Regions from separate parts of the Mus musculus genome. Here region 1 is linked to region 2. Evidence: chromatin contacts called from public Hi-C data. All regions are on one chromosome and are shown on one strand. Each heading gives the region's core, a stretch centred on a gene start, on an enhancer-like site or on the middle of the called end of the contact. The rest is flanking DNA. Distances are from core to core; before and after follow the strand shown. Region 1 overlaps Car10 (carbonic anhydrase 10). Region 2 holds the start of Car10 (carbonic anhydrase 10).

What was found. Hi-C and Micro-C count contacts between places; a contact is called where the count stands out from the background.
Region 1: a Hi-C map of cerebellar granule neurons shows a contact between it and region 2, with 3 times the contacts expected there. The contact joins the enhancer-like site here to the promoter of Car10 in region 2. A contact is called at or near these places in 4 of 39 promoter capture datasets (the 3T3-L1 cell line, liver, pre-B cells and 1 more), 6 of 484 Hi-C or Micro-C datasets (brain, cerebellar granule neurons, cerebellum and 2 more), 1 of 115 datasets of contacts at active chromatin or transcription factors (embryonic stem cells) and 2 of 9 other capture datasets (adipose tissue and liver).

Annotation. Positions count from the first base shown.
Region 1 is chr11:93,135,642-93,139,617 of GRCm38.p6, forward strand. All of the region lies in intron 2 of Car10 (carbonic anhydrase 10), which reads left to right. Among named protein-coding and RNA genes, the nearest start is that of Car10, 39 kb to the left of the region's middle. Within about 2 kb of position 2,395, at least 1 of the 459 cell types and tissues checked has an H3K27ac peak or open chromatin away from gene starts, as enhancers often do. A contact at or near this core is called in cerebellar granule neurons, where this site is marked.
Region 2 is chr11:93,096,281-93,100,366 of GRCm38.p6, forward strand. Car10 (carbonic anhydrase 10) reads left to right here and starts at 2,086. Exons shown (of 10, transcript NM_001361708.1): 1 at 2,086-2,442; 2 at 3,366-4,006. The coding sequence starts at 3,946.

The DNA.
Region 1 (3,976 bases), core at 1,145-3,644, 40 kb after region 2:
AAGGCCTGCTATACAGAAGTTCTAGGGAAAGCAGAGAGTATGCATTGGTGGAACTCAGTAGATGGAGGGAAATGGTATGCAAAGGCTGGGTTGTAGAATCACTAATATTGGCTGAACTAAAGGATACCTATAAATGAAAATACTGGATCTAGCAAAAGACCATGTAGGTATAAGGTTAGAACTCAGCTACTAAAATCAGGTTCTGTTGGTGAAAACAAGGGTGATGGAAGATGCATAAAGACAGAAGTATGATTACGAGTGGATAGACTTTGGCTTTTTATATCTTCTCGTGTGGGTCTCAGACAAGAAGACACAGTCATCCCTGCAGCTGGCAGGTTAAGTAATGAGAAGAAAGTGTGACAGCTTATATTTAAGTGATCACTAAGTACTGAGCATTGTTTTAAAAGATTTATGTATAGTAGCTCATTTGCTCAAAGGGCACTGTGAGTTCATAGCTATTACACAAACATGCACACACAAACATACACACACATATGCATACACATGCACAAATACATACATTATACAAATATATATACACAACACAGCATATACACATACACATACTTATATACAAATATAGAAACACACATATACACACATGCATGCCCACACACACTGGCTTAAGACTGGCTATACAGAGCCTTGGAGGACCCATAAGTATCTGAATCAAGATTTGAATGGTAAAACTGAAATTTGAACTCTAGCTATGGTTTTGAAATATGTTTCCCACCACTATGCTGGGGAGTCTGTACAAGAAGATAGCGGAGTATGAAAAAAATAAGCTCATATGATCTACAGATATCTGGACACATGCTTCAACTTCAATTTAGTGGGAAGAAGCCCTTTCCTCGGGCATCTGAAGAGCCAGGATGCCCTCAAGAAAGCGATGAACATGACAACCAAGCTTCCTTAAGGTGGCTCTTCTGCAGGTGTGTCAGGCTGGTCTTTCTATAATTTATTAGAACTGAACCACGTACTCATTCAGTCTGATTCAGGGAAGCTTCCTGAGCTCTGTTATATCCTCTCTACTGGGCTCCACTGCCTCAGTTCAGGTATCTCCTCATCTTCCTAATTAACACAGCTCAAGGCGTCACCCCATCCTCCATACTGACAAGGTCAGAGCATTGCCCCATCCTGCTCAGCACAGGTCAGGGCATCACCCTATCCTGCTCATTGACACAGGTCAGAGCATCATGCCATTCCTCTCAGTGACACAGGTCAGGGTGTCATCCCACTCTTCTTAATGATTTGGTCAGGTCATCACCCCATCCACCTTCTTCACTGACACAGTTAGGGCCATCATCCCATACTCCTTTATTGGCACGTGTCTTCTTAAGATATCATCATACTGTGTGTCTTGATCTCCATCTGAACCTTTTGGTCTAGTACACTCATTTTCACCAAATATGCTATAACTGAAATTGTCAGGAAACAACATCGAGTGGCTGATTAACACACATTGTGAGCCTGGAGAAGCTCATTCATTAATGCTCATTTTAAACTAAAACACTTTAACTGACTCGTTTGAAATGTAAATACATATTTAGCTTTAATGTTTTTAATTTCCCTTTAGTAAGAGGAAGAGGGCCATTTTCTTGTGTTTTGCTCAACAAATTCATGTGTCCTGTGGATCTTATTCTCCTCTGACTTTTCTGTAATGTTAGCTATCTGAAGAGAGCATTTAGTAGCTAATTAGTCATTACATGTAGGTCTTTCTCATTGCTGTCTTGTACTGTCCTTGAACTCATTCATTACTATCTAACTGGCAATGGACTTGCTAGCCTCCCAAGTGGATCACTACTCCCCAGGGTATGAATTTTACATAATTGATTTTCTCTATGGCTCCATGGCAGTGCCCAACCATTTGATATCAGTATGTATACACAACCTCACCCCCTCATACACACACACACACACACACAGTGCAAGAGACAGAAAAAGAAATGTATTACATTCACCCAAAGACATGAGTTATTTTTCAAGAACATGAGATATTCACAGTGTCGACTCATTTTATCAAGTCTCTTAATTTTACATCTCTACCTTAGAGCATAGACCTCTAACCTTGAGCTGAGTCTTTGTACAAACAAATACACATTTTCCAAGGAATTCCAGGCTGGTGTTGTAAACCACAGTCTCTGGGTCTTATTTAGAGCCCCTAAATGATTTAAAAGTGAAAACATAAACTCATTGTTCTGTCAAAGTTGTTAGGCTGGTCTTTAAAGGGGGAGGCAGGCAGAGGGTTGTAATATCTGCATAAGGTTTAGACTTGAGCAATCATCTGAGACTAGAAAAAAGAGAAAATGGTTTCTCTTCTGCATGACTACTTTGAGATGCCTAGAAAAAAAAAGTCAGTCTGCATTCCCAGTGTGTGGACACATGCCAGACTTTCCTGTGTGGAAAGCAGGAGAGCACCTAGGTGCTTCTGTTAGCACCAGAGCCAGTGATCCATTCTGAGAGGGCAATCTGCTCTTGTTGTACATGAGAACATTAGCGAATAGATAGAAATTGTGAATTTGTAGTAGACACTGTGCTTGATAGCTTGCATATTTTAACTCATCCATTATTTATGACAGAAAAGTGGAAAATAATGTTAGTTTCTTTGTAGGTAGAGTACTGAATTTATTTTCAGAAAGAAAATAAAAAACCAACCAATCAGTTCTAGAGTCAGCATTTAATCCCAAAGAAAAAGCCAACATCAGAAAATATCTCCCTCCCCTGCTGTCCACTCCCCTCCCGTTCTGTCCCCTCCCCTCCCCTTACCTTCCATTTCCTTTCCCTCCCTCCTTCTCTCCTTTCTTCCTCCATTTCCTCTCATTTCTTTTTTCTTCCTTTCTTTCTTTCCTCTCCTTTTTTTCCTTTTTATTCTCTTCCTCTGTTTTTTCCACCTCTAAATGTCCTGCTCACCCTGTATAATGCACATATTATGTGTATGTTTTCAGAGCTGACATTTGGTATTGGGTAATCAATTGGTGCCCTCTTCCCTGGCAGAGGCTACTTCTCCTGCCATCACTCCTGATCCTTTAGCACCAACATCTCAAGTTTAAGATGAAAGCTATGAGTAGTTATGGCATCTTATGTAAGGTGCCAGTTGGTAACTATGTTTGAATTTGTGAGCCAGGGCTGTCTTTGTTTTGATAACTCAGTTCTACTATTTCTATTATACAAGTAACAAATGGACAATGAAAAAATGATCGTGCATGCTTATGCTTCACTTTGACATTATTGAAGCAGGTGGGACAGAGCTGACCACTTTGCCAGCCAGCCCTAGAGATCAACTGCATTCTATTCCAAATTAGCCCTTTTATTTTACCATTAATATAGATTTGCATATAACACCCTAATAACTGTAGGAATCATCCACATCTAGAAGCAGCTTTGGTTTCCTTTCTTTCTTTTTTTCTTTTCTTTTTCAAATGCTTTATCATCCTCACTGATCTAAAATAAAATCCGATGCACTGAGCCAGTCAGTCTATTTGTTACATTAAATTTTCTCAAACTAAGTAGTTATTTGTTCCATGTCCATTTTTATGACCTTGTGATTGTTATGACAGTGTTCAGGATCCCAGTTTCCTTCTCATATATTGCTTCCTCGCTATAATGGTTCTTCTCTCTCCTGGTAATATGTGTTTCCTGAATACAAACCAAGGAGAAGGGGCATGTGTGTGAGAAAGAGAGAGAATACTAGGTGAAACTATGGGAGCTCCTTTACTTAAACCATTATAAACTAAAAATATTATTAGTCAAAGGTGTATTTAGTAAACTTGAACTATTGACCATTAGAGCCGAGCAACTCTATGCACTGTAGAACATCAAATTTCTAACATTATCAGTATCTGACTAGGAGCTGCAGCTATCTGCTACAGCCTAGCAACATTAGGATGTATTGTACTATATATTGCTAGCCTGGCATGAGACCAAAATTCAAAGTTTTACATGAGGTTGTACTTAATGTCTTCCCACCACTATCAAG
Region 2 (4,086 bases), core at 836-3,335:
ATAGTCTGGACTTCCCAGACGTAATCTCTGTACTACCTGTTAGTAGTTGTGAGGTAAATAGAGACTCTGAGATTGTTTTATAAGATATGTATTGTACAGGGATCTGCTATGGTGGCTCAAATGTGTGCCTTCCAAAATTCATGTTGGAATCGAATCTCCAATGTGCTTATATGAGAGGTAGACCTGTAGAAAAATGATTAGGTCATAAGGATTCTACATTCACGAATGGAAGGATTTACCCTTATAAAACTATCATGGGAAGTGCTTTAAAATATTTTGTCTTTCTGTCTCCTGTTGTATAAGGACATAGAAAGAACCCTTTCTCTCAGTGTGGAATGTCCCAACCTCAGCCCTCTCCCAGCCTCCAGGAGTGTAAAAAATTATTTATAAATTTTGTGGGCTGTGCTATTTTGTGAAAGCATCACAAATGGACCAAGACGGGATGTTAATGATGACTAAGTGAGATAATTCATGCTAGAGACTCATCAATGCCTGGTCTATGGAAATCAATCAATACATTTTTTTAACTAACAAATAATCTCATGAGTTTATTTTTTAAATACATTATAAACAATGATAAATTAAACGTTTACAGTGACAGTGGCAGGTCTAGGCAGGAAAGAAAGGGATGAACTATTATTTACTAGCATTGGTCTTAAGGCAAAATGTACAGGAAGGCACAATCTCTGAGCTCTGTGATAAACACCCATCGTGCTTTTCAGTTTTAAAACCACAACACTGTACTACAATGCTTGATGTATATAAGTCAGTCACTTGATATTTGCATAATCCGTTAATAAATGAATGGTTATGTGGTATAAAACCCAGTCACTTTGCTTGCACATCCAGAGAGAAAGCTCTCCTGCTGTCAGTAAACCAGCTTGGAATCACAGAAGGTAGGTCGCTATCCGTGGTGCTGACCTACGATGGCTCTGTTCACATTTGGCAAACTGCTTTCTTCTCTCTCTGCTCAAAAAAATCCCTTTCATGCAGTCTACTTTCAAGACACGGAGACAAACACTCCCCTCTATGTTTCCCAAATGGGCTAATTCTCACCGTCTCTGATTCTATTAATGTTCTCAAGTCTCAATGTCTTTCCTGCTGAGTCTCAAAGTTCTCTACCTAAAAAGCATGGATTTATTTCATCCGAGCCTCGATTTTTAATGCGTTGGCCACCTGGAGTCCTTGGCTGTCGTCTCAGAGGGGGGAAAAAATTCCCTCGGCCACACCTCCTTCTTAAAGAGTAGGCAAGACTGCCAGCGGTTCTTTTTTAGGATCCCCGGAGGCTGCAGAACCGCACACTCTGGTTTCTGCAGTCAGCTAGCTGCTTTCCTTCCTCTCTCAGCGCCAGCCCCCACACCCCCACTGCTCCCCTCCGGGTCTCATGACGCCCGACTTCCCAGTACAGAGAATCTCTAGACTTCCTAGACTCCATTCAAGAATCCGGGGAGCCCTCTGGTGTAACTACTTTGGCTCTTATGCCGCACCCTTAGATGCCACACAGTCTGGATGTTCGCTGTGTTTGCTGCATCTACTGTGCAGATCAAAAAACATGGTTCTTTCCCACCTTCTTCCTTTCCACTTCTCCACTCTTTCTATGCTTATTAGATCGAGGCTCACAGTGAAACAGCTTCTAAGCATCAGCAATTTAAAAGTACAAAAATATTCCCTGTGGGTTGTGCGTGTGTTTGTTGTGTGTGTCCATCCGCGCTTATGCAAAGCCTCCCAACGTCACACTTGGGTATCCGGACAAGCTTCTCCACAAACCCCAGATCTTTCCAGGGATTCCCTCTGCCCTGCCCTCTTCTTCTTCAGCACCCTTAAAAGAGGTAGGTCTGGGGCTTTCCGCCAGCCACTCCTGCCTTGATAGACGCACACAAATCTGCTGCAGTTTTTCCTTCCCTGTTCACCCCTAGCCCTTTTAGGCGAGCAGTCCGGAGCGCAGGATTTCCTAGCATTTACCCTGCATCCGCACTGCATTCCCAGGCCGCCCTTCCAGGGCTAGACCTTCTGCAGACCCGGCGGCTCCGGCTCCGCCTGGGTGGTGGGTGGTGCTCTCGCCGCCCCCTCCTTCCCCTGGGGCCCGAGAGAGCCGCGCGCTGGGCAAGAGTGCGCGCGCGCCGGCTTGCTGGGGGAAAATCTCCTTCCCTGGAAGCTGCTGAGTGTCGCTGACCGAGAGTATCCCGGGGTCCATCAAAAGCCACCAAAGCGTTTGAGAGCTTTTCTAAAGAAAAACGGTGAAAGAAAAACAAGAAGGGAAACCCGTTTCCCGGGAGGCCTGGGTTTCCGATGGTATCGGATTCTCCCGTAGCTGCTCTGATAGGGATGCGGTTGGCGGCCGCTGGTACCCGGACTTAGAGTGTCCGTTGCGAGAGGAGGGAGGTGAGGGACTTGCGGGCAAGAGTTGCACCTGATCAGGGAATCTGCGAAGAGAACTGTGGGGTAAGTAGCTTTCTTCTGGCATCCGAGCAGGATGGGGGCGGGGGGGGGGGGAAGGAGGGAGCAGGAGAGGGACGAAAAGGAGAGGGCAGGGAATGGATTATGAAAGAAAGAAAGAAAAAAAATCCTTCAAATTCCGCTGCAGAGGGAATGAGCACAGCGCAGTCCTTCCAAGATGAGTCCCGCACGGCTTTTCTGTAGTGAGCGAACAGCCGAGAAGTTCTTTTTAAAGAAAAAAGAAACTCCAAGCTCCTGGAGGGGAAGCGGGGCAGCCGGGCGGGGCGGAGTTCCAAGGCTGGCGCCTAGGGTCCCGGCCGAGGCAGTGGCCTGAAGTGCTGACTCCCAGCTACTGCTCCTTATGTCCTCGCCGCCCTCCCCGGGACGGACTTTTTGCCTCCGCCCCCGGGTGCCTGGCCGCCCCGCTGACGTGGGGACTCCGGGCGGCCGCACGGAAGCTCACCTGGCCGAGCCTTCTCCTTCCCCTCCTCCTCGTGCTCCCGCCCCCACCTGCCCTCCTCCTCTCCAAGTGGGAAGGCGTCGGGATCCGTAGGCGAGGAAATAACGACCCCTGCAGTTGCATTGCGGAAAATCTCGGCGGCGGTGCTAGTTGCGGGCGATGGAAGCGAGGCAATTGCGGGGTCTGGGGAGCCCTGGAAAATAGCAGAAAAGCGGAAAGCGCGCGTGCAACGAGGGGGAGTCAGTGAGACTCCCGACGCACCCCAGTCCTGGGAGCCTAGCCTTGGGCTCGGCGTCCTGGAAGCATCGCCTGAAGCCAGCTTGGAGGCGGCAGGCGGCTCGAGGACTTGGGGAGCAGGGAGGGTCAACGGAGGCAGCTGGTGACCTGTGTTTGCGGGCAATAATCCCCGCTTCTCTTTCTTTCTCTGTGTGCGGTGTCTGCTCCTCTCTCCCCACCCCTCCGGAAGCAGGAGAACTGGCCTGATCAGAGACAGCAGTCACCCTTTGACCATGCCCCGGTGAAGGGGGGCGGACTTCGAGGGCAACTTGTCGCGGACTACCTGGGCTCAGCTAGCCTACGGAAAGAGAGCAAGAGCCCAGAACTCTACAGCTCGGCCCAGCGGGGGGCTGTTGTCTATGTCTTCTTGGGGCGCCCGGCGGATCGGGGTCTCGGTTTTGCAGGAAAAGCCCAGTGCTGTTGGCTTCAGGTGGCTGCCGCCGCCGCCACCGCGGTCGCCGCAAGTGCCATTTCTGCCACTGGTGAGAGGAGCAGAGATACAAGAGAGGGGAGACCTCCGAGGCAACGAGGCATCGGACATGTGTCAGCACATCTGGGGAGTACATCCGAAGAGCCCGAGGGGAGATTTGCCGAAACAATTCAAACTGCGTTATTGATCTTGGGGGTGCCTGTCCCTGGCCGGCTGTCGGGTGGGAGCGCGAGTGTGCGCTCTCTGGAGAGAGTGTGCGTGTGTGTATGTGTGTACCGTGTCGGGCTCCCCCCTTCCCCCCTGTTTTCCCGTCGAGTGATGCACCTGGAATGAGAATCAGAGGATGGAAATAGTCTGGGAGGTGCTTTTTCTTCTTCAAGCCAATTTCATCGTCTGCATATCAGGTACGGGACGTGCTGGGGTTGCTGGCGGGGTGGTGTGTTCTGTGGTGGTGTTTAGAATGTGTGGTTATTATTATTATTAT